Linked DNA regions of Mus musculus: region 1 is linked to region 2. The links are chromatin contacts, called in public promoter capture Hi-C maps. All regions are on one chromosome and are shown on one strand. Each heading gives the region's core, a stretch centred on a gene start, on an enhancer-like site or on the middle of the called end of the contact. The rest is flanking DNA. Distances are from core to core; before and after follow the strand shown.

What was found. Promoter capture Hi-C pulls out the DNA fragments that hold promoters and counts their contacts.
Region 1: a contact with region 2 is called in a promoter capture Hi-C map of trophoblast stem cells, with 6 times the contacts expected there. The contact joins two enhancer-like sites. A contact is called at or near these places in 22 of 39 promoter capture datasets (the 3T3-L1 cell line, 3T3-L1-derived adipocytes, the C10 cell line and 13 more), 1 of 15 datasets of contacts at CTCF or cohesin (large pre-B cells), 9 of 484 Hi-C or Micro-C datasets (Th1 cells, cerebellum, embryonic stem cells and 4 more) and 1 of 9 other capture datasets (embryonic stem cells).

Annotation. Positions count from the first base shown.
Region 1 is chr2:103,840,029-103,845,107 of GRCm38.p6, reverse strand. No RefSeq gene overlaps it. Among named protein-coding and RNA genes, the nearest start is that of 4930547E08Rik, 32 kb to the right of the region's middle. Within about 2 kb of position 2,602, at least 33 of the 459 cell types and tissues checked have an H3K27ac peak or open chromatin away from gene starts, as enhancers often do. A contact at or near this core is called in trophoblast stem cells, where this site is marked.
Region 2 is chr2:103,441,291-103,447,094 of GRCm38.p6, reverse strand. Elf5 (E74-like factor 5) reads right to left here. Exons shown (of 7, transcript NM_010125.3): 4 at 4,244-4,294. Among named protein-coding and RNA genes, the nearest start is that of Elf5, 20 kb to the right of the region's middle. Within about 2 kb of position 2,119, at least 8 of the 459 cell types and tissues checked have an H3K27ac peak or open chromatin away from gene starts, as enhancers often do. A contact at or near this core is called in trophoblast stem cells, where this site is marked.

The sequences.
Region 1 (5,079 bases), core at 1,353-3,852, 400 kb before region 2:
CCCAAGTGCTGGGATTAAAGGCATGGGCCACCACCACCCAGCGATATAGCTGTCTCTTGTGAGGCTATGCCAGTGCCTGGCAAACACAGAAGTGGATGCTCACAGTCAGCTATTGGATGGAACACAGGGCCCCCAATGGAGGAGCTAGAGAAAGCACCCAAGCAGCTAAAGGGATCTGCAACCCTATAGGTGGAACAATATGCACTAACCAGTACCCCCAGAGCTCGTGTCTCTAGCTGCATATGTAGCAGAAGATGGCCTAGTCGGCCATTATTGGGCAGAGAGGCCCCTTGGTCTTACAAACTTTATATGCCCCAGTACAGGGGAACACCAGGGCCAAGAAGTGGGAGTGGGTGGGTAGGGGAGCAGTAGTGGGGAGGGTATAGGGGATAGCATTTGAAATGTAAATGAAGAAAATACCTAATAAAAAATTGGAAAAAATTGGTTAAGAAACTTGCACATTTATGAAGTAGCCAATGTAAGAGTAAAGATGGAATATAGTCTGGATATAGTTATCTATGTTTATAATCCCAAATCCCAGCACTCAGGGGCCTGGGTCCAAAGGATCTTGGTTTGAAGCCATCTTAGGCTCATATAGACAAGCTTGGGCAAGACAGCAAGATTCTAGCAATAAAAAACAAATTTTTGGGTAAGATAGATTAGTGGCTATCTATGTGAAAGCCAGTAAAGAAGAGAGTCAGAATTTAAAAACAAACAAACAAAACAATACAAAACAAAACAAAACAAAGCAAAGAAAAAAAACAACTTATTTCAAAGAGGGTAACAGAGGAAAACTCAAATTTTTCACACAGGCTGGAGATTTGGCTGGTAAAGTGTTTGCCTATCATGCCCAAAGTCCTAGGTTCAATCCCTAGTGCCCCAGATAACGGGCATGCTGTTGCATGTCTGTGACCCCAGTACTTGGGAGAGAGATTAGAAAAAGAAATGGAAAACTTCAGTGGGATTTACAGATCAATGAAGAAATTATATTGGCAAGCTAAAACTCTTATCTTATACAAAACAGTGAGAAAAAGGTCATGGGTAGGGCTGCACACCCTTAATATCAACACTCTGGAGGAGGAGGGCAGCGGATCGCTACAAGTCCAAGGCCAACCTGGCCTACTTATCAAGCTCCAGGACAGCAAATGCTACAAACTGAGACCCTGTCTCCAAAAAGAAGAGGAAGAGAAAGAGTGGAAGGGAGAAGGAGAAGGGGAGGGGGAGTAAGGATAGGAGAGATGGTTCAACAGTTAAGAGCACTGGCTGCTCTTCCAGGGGACCCAGGTTCAATTCCCAGCACCTACATTGCAGCTCACAGCTGTCTGTGACTCCTGTTCCAGGGGATCTGACACCCTCACACAGATATACGTGCAGGCAAACCCACCAGTGGACATAAAAATAAATTATTTTTAAAAATAAGAAAGGACTCTTCAGGCTTGGGCATGGGCTTCGACCAAGAAGATCGGGATCATCAGGAAATACGGGACCCGTTATGGTGCTTCCCTCCAGAAAATGGTGAAGAAAATTGAAATCAGCCAGCAAGCCAAGTACACTTGTTCCTTCTGCAGCAAGACGAAGATGAAGAGACAGACGAGCCGTCAGCATCTGGCACTGTGGTTCCTGCATGAAAACAGTGGCCGCTGGGGCCTGGACCTACAACACTACCTCTGAAGTCACAGTGAAGTCGGCCATCGGACTGGAACTGAAAGGCCAGTAGAAGCCCTATCTGAGATTCGCCTAGCCTTCAATAAATGGGTTGACAGGCTGGAGAGATCGCTCAGCGGTTAAGAGCACTGACTACTCTTCTGAAGGTCCTGAGTTCAAATCCTAGCAACCACATGGTGGCTCACAACCATCTACATTGTCATCTGATGCCCTCTTCTGGGGTGTCTGAAGACAGCTACAGTGTACTTACATATAATAACTAAATAAATCTTTAAAAAAAAATACTACTAAGTGGTGGCACACGCCTTTAATCCCAGCATTTGGAAGGCAGAAGCAGGTGGATTTCTGAGCTTAAAAATAACTAAATAGCCGGGTGTGGTGGCGCACGCCTTTAATCCCAGCACTTGGGAGGCAGAGACAGGCGGATTTCTGGGTTCGAGGTCAGCCTGGTCTACAAAGTGAGTTCCAGGACAGCCAGGGCTATACAGAGAAACCCTGTCTCGGGAATAAATAAATAAATAAATAAATAAATGGGTTGATTTACAGAAAAAGAAAGAAAGGAAGGAAGGAAGGAAGGAAGGAAGGAAGGAAGGAAGGAAAAACAAGAACGGAAGGAAAGAGGAGAGACAGAGAGATAAAGGAAACAGCGAGAAAATGTTTTTAGTGCTAAAACTGACAAAAATCAAAATATCTGGCAGTGTCAAGAGTTGTCAAGGACAAGAGGAAATGAAAATTCTCAAATTCAGAAGATTGGACGAAAACTGGGACACCCACTGGGAGGACAACCAGCGGCATCTTCTATTTCATTTGTACACCTTGTGACTCAGCTCCTTCCATTCGCAGATGAGTCTGGCACACATCTACAAGAGCAGAGTCACAACTGATCATTGTAGTCTCTTCTGGAATGTTGAAAAACAGGAAGTTATGTTAATTTCTGTGGGTGTGCTGGTTAACAGTGCCTGTCACTCAACAGGCTCCAGAGTTACCTAGGAGACAAGTCTCTAAGCTTGTCTGTGAAGGGGTTTCTTTTTTTTTTTTTTTTTTTTTGGTTTTTTGAGACAGGGTTTCTCTGTATAGCCCTGGCTGACCTGGAACTCACTTTGTAGACCAGGCTGGCCTCGAACTCAGAAATCCGCCTGCCTCTGCCTCCCGAGTGCTGGGATTAAAGGCGTGCGCCACCACGCCCGGTTGTGAAGGGGTTTCTAAATTGAGTTAGCTGAGGTTTGAGACCTACCCTAACATTCCACGTTCTGGGGTTCCAGACCTTCATCTCCCTCTGTTTCTGACTGTGGGTACAATGTGCCCAGTTACTGGTACCATACTTTCCCTGCCATGAGCTCAAGAGATATGCCTCTGCCTCCTGAGTGCTGGGATTAAAGGTTGTGTGCCGCCAAGGCCAAGGGACTCCTTTTTTTTTTTTTTAAATTTATTATATGTAAGTACACTGTAGCTGTCCTCAGATACTCCAGAAGAGGGCATCAGATTTCGTTACAGATGGTTGTAAGCCACCATGTGGTTGCTGGGATTTGAACTCGGGACCTTCAGAAGAGCAGTCGGCACTTTTAACCACTGAGCCATCTCGCCAGCCCCAGGCGAATCCTTCTTAATTCAAGACAAACTCTTCCATCCTTAAGATGCCTTTGTTGGATACTTTGTCACAGCATCCAGAAAAGTTGGCTAAGACAGAAAAGTAGTGAGGAGGTGGAGCCACTGTTTTGAGAAACCTGGCCATTTCAGCTGGTTGAGAGGAATGCGAAACAGTTTGAAACCTTGGGTTAAAAGCCCTAGAACACCATAGTCAGAGTTTAGTGAGCTATTATGGTGGGAGCTGGAAAACCAGAGTGACAAGAGAAACGCTGGCTCTGGAGACCTGGTTCATGAGGCTGCACAGGCAAACAAGGGCTCAATCAGGAACTGGGTTAGAAGCCATTTGTGTGCTATTTCAGGCAAAGAGTTGGCTTCATTCTGTTTATGCCCTGAGAACATGGTAGAGGCTAAATTGGAAAGTAAGTGGACCAATTTGTTTGAAGAAAAATTTCAATAGCATTCAGGCTGTGGCCTGGCTACTGCTCATGGCTGCTTTTCTCTTCACAGTGACAGAGAGCCCAAAGACAGCGTTCAAAAGGAGAGAGGCCAACCAACTGAGGCGTTTGACCCAGCAACTGAAAACAGCCAGCCTGGCAAGTGTTTTCAATGAGTTTTGATTTTTACAAGATGGAGCTTCTAGAGATGTGGCCTTCCCCTGGGGCGCGTCTCCTAATCCCTTGACAATTTCAGCTGTTGGCTCCTTTCCTCACCTAAAGCAGCAGTTCTCAACCTTCCTAGTGCTGCAACCCTTTAATACAGTTCCTCGTGCCATGATGGCCCCCCAACCATAGAATTATGTTGTTGCTCCTTCATAGCTGTAATTTTGCTACTGTGATGAACTGTAATGTATCTGATATGCAGGATATCTGATATGAGACCCCCCCAAGGGGATCGAGACCTACAGGTTGAAAACCACTGACCTAACTAGACCTTGCATTTCTTCTCCGTTTGCCCCACTCCCCCCCCCCCAGCATTGTAAACCTGGATAAAAGCAATCAGCAGTAGTTGTGATACAACCTGAATGTTATCCTGTTATCCTGTCCATCATTGGTCCTTAACTCATAAATCCAGTCTCAAGTTCTCAGGATTCAGACAGATTCTTTGAGGGATATAACACAAATGGCCCTTGACCTCAGTTTCCAGCAGAGTCCTTGTTCTTCTCTGAAACCGCAGGAGTCAGGCCTTGACTGTCTAATTTTGTCTTAGCATTTTGGTCCTACTACAGACTTATACCAGAATGGTCCATTAAGCCTTGCTTACAGCATTTGCTCTAGTTAGCTTTCTGTTGCTGTGATAAGTCAGAACCCTGAGAACAAGCAGCTGTTAATCCCACTAGGCAAGAAGAAGAGCACTACCAAAATTTGAAGCAAACTTGATTTTTATTGGGGTGCACCTGAGAGCTGGCCAGCGACTGCCTCCCATGTCTCATGTAATGAGAACAGCCTTGAGTTCATTTCTTAGGGGTAAAATCATGAGTATGTGCGAAGCAGATTTACAGGAGAGAGACAATGGAGCAGTAGAGAGGTCCAGGAAGATCCCTAACCAACAGCCATCACCATGTGAGGGTTAGCGGGTATTCTCCAAAGTAAGTCAAGGGCATGGGTTAGGGCAGGGCAGGTTCCAGGAAACAGACAGAAACTCAGCTCTTACTGTAAATGGAAACTTATTTTTAACAATACATTAAGCATAATGACTCCTGCCTTCAAATCTGTGTGGAGTCCCACAGACTCCTCACAACTTGGAAAAGAAAGGGCTTATTTGATTTATACTTCCAGGTAACGAACGGCCCTTTCGCTGAGGAAGTCAGGTCAGGAACCACAGAGCTCA
Region 2 (5,804 bases), core at 870-3,369:
CAGTGGAAGGAGGAGGAAGAGGGGAAGGAGGAGAAGGAGAGGAGGGAGAGGAGGAGAGAGGGGGAGAGTGGAAAGGGAGAGAAGGAAGAAGGGAAGGAAGGAGAAAGGAGGGGAGGGGAGTAGGAAGAGGAGGGGGAAGAGGAAGGGGAGGAGGAGGGGGAGGAGGAGGGAGAGCAGGTTTTAGGTGGAGGGGGCAGTGTCTATCATAGAGTGCCTAGGAAGCTTGCATACCCTGTGGCTGGAGAGAGCGGGAGGCACCACTACACCCATGTAAGTTGCAGACAGTGGTAGGTGATGTTTTTGGAGGCTGGGTGGTGGTTTGAGATTTTATATTAAAGTGAATTCTGCGATCCCCGTGCCCTGCCTTCTTTTGAGACAGGCTTTTAGATGGCTCGCACTGATCTTGAACTCACTGTAGTTTAGGACGACCTCGAACTCCCGACCCTCCTGCCTCCACCTCTTCACTAAGTGCTGGGAATACAGGCCTGGACTGGCTTTTCCAGTTTATGCTGGGGTGAAAGCCAAGGCTTCATTCATGTTACACAAACTACTTAACTGAGCTACATTTCTATCTCAGCAGCCCATCTTTTAAGAAGATCCCTCTTGTGACTGTGTGGAGAACAGATTGGAAGGGACCCAGCAAAAACAAGGAGATGAGACTTCATGCAGGAAGCGAGAGTTAACTCAGTATTGGAAGGGATTGCATATCATTGTGCTTTGATTGATAATCTCAGATACTCACACATGCATTGTCCGAAATTATTTGGATTTTAAAGAGAATTTTAGAACCAGACCCAGCTCCTGCCTCACCTTAAGTCTCTGTCTATTCTTCCAGCTCTGGGGTCACTTTGCTTCAGCTACACGGGCTTTCTCATCAGGCAGGCACCTTACACCGTGGGGCATTTACAGTCGCCCTTTGTCCCTTCCTTGACTATCTGGGTATTCACATCTTCATCTCAGTCAGGGCTAAGATTCACCTTCCAGGAGTGGCTTCCTCCCACTTTGAAAATTGTAACCGCACATCGGCGCCTTTGGGCCTCTACTGAGATCTCTCATTTACTTCTTTCTGGCCTTTGAGCACCTACATGACACATTGATTTGTGTGCTTTGCCGTCTGTGTCCACTAGAGGGCAGGATTTGCCTCTACCTATGTATTCCCTCAGCACCTAGCATAGTGCAAGGCATACAGCAGGTATTAAATAACTGTTATTATCAGCCACTACACTACACTAATCATGCAGACTGAATAGTCTAGGATATGTATTAATGAAACAAAGGAATACGCAAGGGATCTTGGGAAAAAAGGGTGTCCCGTGTACACTCTTGCCCAGGTCCTGTGTTCTAGGCTACTGGATTGTATCACTCCCCACATGAACATCTTGTAGTATCACCACAATGAAGGCTGTCACATTAAGCAGGCCTTTCATAAAGTGGACCCCCCAGTCCTCTAGCCTTATCTCTTTCTGCTCCCCGCCTTTCTTTCATCTCAGGTTAGCGGGTTTCAGTGGGGTCGGAGTGACTTTCCTCACATCTACCCAGCAGACTCTCATTCCCACAGAACCTCTTCAGAAGCCTCCCCTGAGTCCACCTCCTGGGCTAGAGATCTAAGAGCATCCATGTCCTGTGCTAGAGCCCCCGGCTACCTCCTGGAGGTCTAAAAGCACCCATGTGTTTCTTCTTCCTTTAAAACCTATCTCAGCTTTTCTTCACTTATGTTCTTATGTTCATGGGGCATTTTATTAAGTGCTGAGTGTTTACTAGAGGCCTCATACACTGCAGCATAGTCCTGTAGCAACGGTGGATGATGCTCACATTATTGCCATTTTATTTAAGAGTTTGGAACCCAGAGAGTTTAAAATTTTTGTACAGGTGCCAGGCTGGGACTTGAGTACAGTGTTCTTTCTCCACCTGTCACCTCCGTCCCAGAGGTCCCAGAGCTGACACTCACAAGCAGGTCATGTCCTTTGCAGGAGGTATTTGGTAGGCACCGAGTGAGCACTTAGCTCAAATGATCTGAGCAGCGGTCACTGGCTCTTTTGTGCTGTGTGCCTATCCCCATCTCTAGACTTCCCCATTGTGTTACTGAATCTTTTAGGGGGCGGGGGAAGCAAGTGGAGCCATAACAATAAACAAAGCCGAGTCACTGAGTCACTGACTACGAACAGATAAGAAGCCTTCACTGGACTACAAGGAGAGCCAGGGAAAGGGCAAGCTTTTCATCTCTGTGGTCCCTTGTGCTTGGGATGGAGTCTGTTTGGTGGGATGAGGGGAGGTGGTGGGCACAGAGCAGAGGGATCACACAAGAGACGTGAAGATCCATCTGGTCAGGTTACTCTGTTCCTACTCTTCCAGATCAGGTGACTTTGAAGTCCTTCATGAGTTGAGGAGGTTCCAAATCTCTCTCCTTTGATTAATCTAATGGTTGAGATAGAGGCGGAGGCAGAGGAGATGGCGTCATTGCTGCCAGTCTCAAGGCAGGCACCTGATTAAACCCTTCACCAAGGTGAGCTGTTGGTTTGTTGCAGTACCGTGAAGGAATGCTGCATGTCTGCAAACACCAGCCTTACAGCAACAGTACCCAAGCAGCGGGGGTACCTGGTGTGGCACAAGGGGAGGCATATTCCTGCTACTGTCACTGAGGCTTGGGCGGGCCTGGTTGTCCTTGATACTGGAAGCTTAAAATTTTAAGTTTATCATCATGAAATCCTAATCAGGTGTCCTCTAGAAGCTAAGATGGAGGCCTGGTGACAGGGTTTCAAAATCGAGCTCACTCCTGTTCATGACACTGTCAGTCCATTCAAAACTCCCAACCCCACACTAGCATGCCTCAGAGATACTCAAGAGCAGGAGTTGCTGGCCATGAACTCAAGCTTGTAAGCTCTATCCTTGGGTATGGTGTGGTCTCTACTGACATTTCTGTAGTGCAGGAGGGAGGGGACAGGTGGAAAGAGAAGAAAAAAAAAATGATCAAGGGCTGGACTGTTGCTGCTTGGCCAGTTTGGATGGCTTCGAGGCTTGCTGGGCTTTGGGTAGGAACAAATGAAGATCCCCTGTGATGGATCACTGTCAAGCAAGGTTCGGAGCTAGACAACTCCCAGGTACCTTGGATCTCTACCAAGTAGGCAGAAGAACAAATAGAAGGGCTTGGGAGCTGCTATGCATGCGTGCATGCAAATGTGCATGTGTGTGTGTGCGCATGCATGTATGTTCATATCAGTCCCAGGTCTGTGATTACTCTAAAGTTGCTGCACCCCAGTTTTCTTCAGATGCAAATGGAGATGGGGCATGCATGTGAGCTCATATATCTAGGACTCCTGACTCTATACCTGGCACAGTGCTAAGTGCTTTAGAAACATAATGATAGGGCTGGAGAGATGGCTCAGTGGTTAAGAGCACTGACTGCTCTTCCAGAGGTCCTGAATTCATTTTCCAGCAACCACATGGTGGCTCACAACCATCTGTAATGAGTTCTGATGCCCTCTTCTGGTGTGTCTGAAGACAGCAACAGTGTACTCACATATATAAAACAAATAAATCTTTAAAAAGAAAAACCCAAAAAGCAAAGAACCATGATAGCTAGCAATTGCTACCAAAGCCTCCAGGATGGGACCCTGTCCTCTTTGGCTACTCTGTGGCCTCTAGTTGGCACATCAGCATTGGAAGGCATGATCAAAATACATCACATACATGTATGGAATTCTCAAAGAACACATAGAAATGTTTTTAAAACAGAAGCTCCAACGTTCCCGTTCCCTGCCTCCATCTCCAGACATGAACTAATTGTTGGGATTGTGGGTCATTTGAGATCCCCCTATTCCACCATCCTTTAATTATCAACGACTTAGCAATGGGTTTAGATTATTCTGAAATATCAGCAACCATAGGACCGGTAAACGCTGGAAGCCATTGGCACCATGGCTAATGGGCACTGGCTTTATAGTATTCTCACTGCAGGCACCTACAAGGCCCTTTACCAGGCACAAATTTCATTGCTTCTTAAACTCACCACAGCCCTGAAGGGCCCTGATATTTTATAGACAGGGAGTCTTAAGGAGGACTTGAGTTATTGTCCCACAGACCCCACCTTCCCTGTCACACTCTTTTAACCCATTTTCTCTACTCTTTCTCCAAGTCTGTGCTTGCTTTTGGTTCATCAACCTTCTAGTGTGGTTGTTAAATCAGGATCAAACCCAAGTGGCCAGTATGCGGGCACAGCTGTGGGCAGTTTGAATGTCATACTTACAGTCTTTGATGCCAGTCTTGGTCTCTTCAGCATCATTGAAAAAGGAGTAACCTGGGGAAGAAAGGAAAAGAGAGATTCATAAACTATTTCATGCAATCCTGGGGTCTGGCCAGACCAGGAGAGGAGATTTTGGAGGAAGGGAAGTGACTCTCATTTCTGAGGGACTTTTTTTTCCCCAGAGGGAAACCTGGACACCATCCGGCCCTTATAAAGCCACCCTGAAGCCAAATACAACAGCATCATACTTTTTAAAAGGTTATCTAAAAAGAACAACAGACGCCAGGGATTCTAGGAGGCTGCATGGATCTACTGACTGGATTCTAGAGAGTGAATCTTGCCTAGGATCCAGGAAACGTGGGCTCTGAACTGCTGCTGTCTGCATGGCGTTGCCAGTCACTGGCTCTCTGGATTGTTGGTCAGTCTTAGTGGAATATGTACTTAAACACCCACTTGGCTCTCTTCTGGCCCTGGGCCCATGGTTTCTGACATGGGACTGTAATCCTTGGAGATCAGAATGCCTGCGATGTGATAGCCATAAGGAAGAGAAGGATAAGAAGCTCAAAGGGCACATAGCTCTGCTTGAATGCTCAGTTCTCTGGAGACCGTGTTGGTACCTTACTCTGTAGAATGGTGAGCTGGGCTGGAGATCATGTTTCCAGGAACCAGGACAGGTCAGTGGATAACCTATTCTTGACTTGTCCTCTATCATGAAGAGTACTATCTCTTTACTAACATAATTGGAACACTCTGGCCAAAGGGCCAAGTAGGGGACTGATGAAAGATATTTCTTGTCCTACACTGTAGAAGCCATTCTGTGGTCCCCAGTCTTTCCCTTGATCTCTCCTTATGGTGACCAGGGCGTCCATGCTTCCAGATCTTTACATCTTTCTACAACATCTATGATTCAGATGATTCATAGTCTGGGCTCTGGAGGTCCTCCTAGCACCTCCCTTGGTTGAAGTATCCTTGTTCTGTGTCCTGTTCTTGCAGAGCCCTAGACTATGAGGTGCACAAGGCACAAGCTAGATAGTTACCCACAATATAACTTTTGTTCAAATGTAGAAACCTCAGAATGGAAGACAGTTCTAATGGTGACTATTCTAGGATAAACAGTGAGACCAGTGTGTCCCGGGCAAACTGCTGAAGTATAAACTCCGGTCACGATGCTTATGTACACAGACTTGCCTGAGGGACCTAAAGGGAGAGCTTCAGGGTGGAGCAGGTTGGTGGAGTGGTATTTTTAGACGTAGAGAATGACATAAAGTCCCATTGTTGGAGTTGGTATTGGCACTCAGGGATTCCTTATTGGTCATATTTTAGCTGGGCATAGTGGCATATGCCTTTAAACCCAGGACCTGGGAGGCAGAAACCAGGACCTGGGAGGCAGAGGCAGGCAGATCTCTGTTAGTTCCAGGACAGCCAGAGCTATAGAGTAAGACTTTGTCTCAAAAATAGTAAAGGGGGATAAAGGAGGGTAAGATTTTTAGTGTGTGTGTGTGTGTGTGTGTGTGTGTGTGTGTGTGTGTGTAAGCCAGAAGAGGGCTTTGGATCTCCTGGAGTT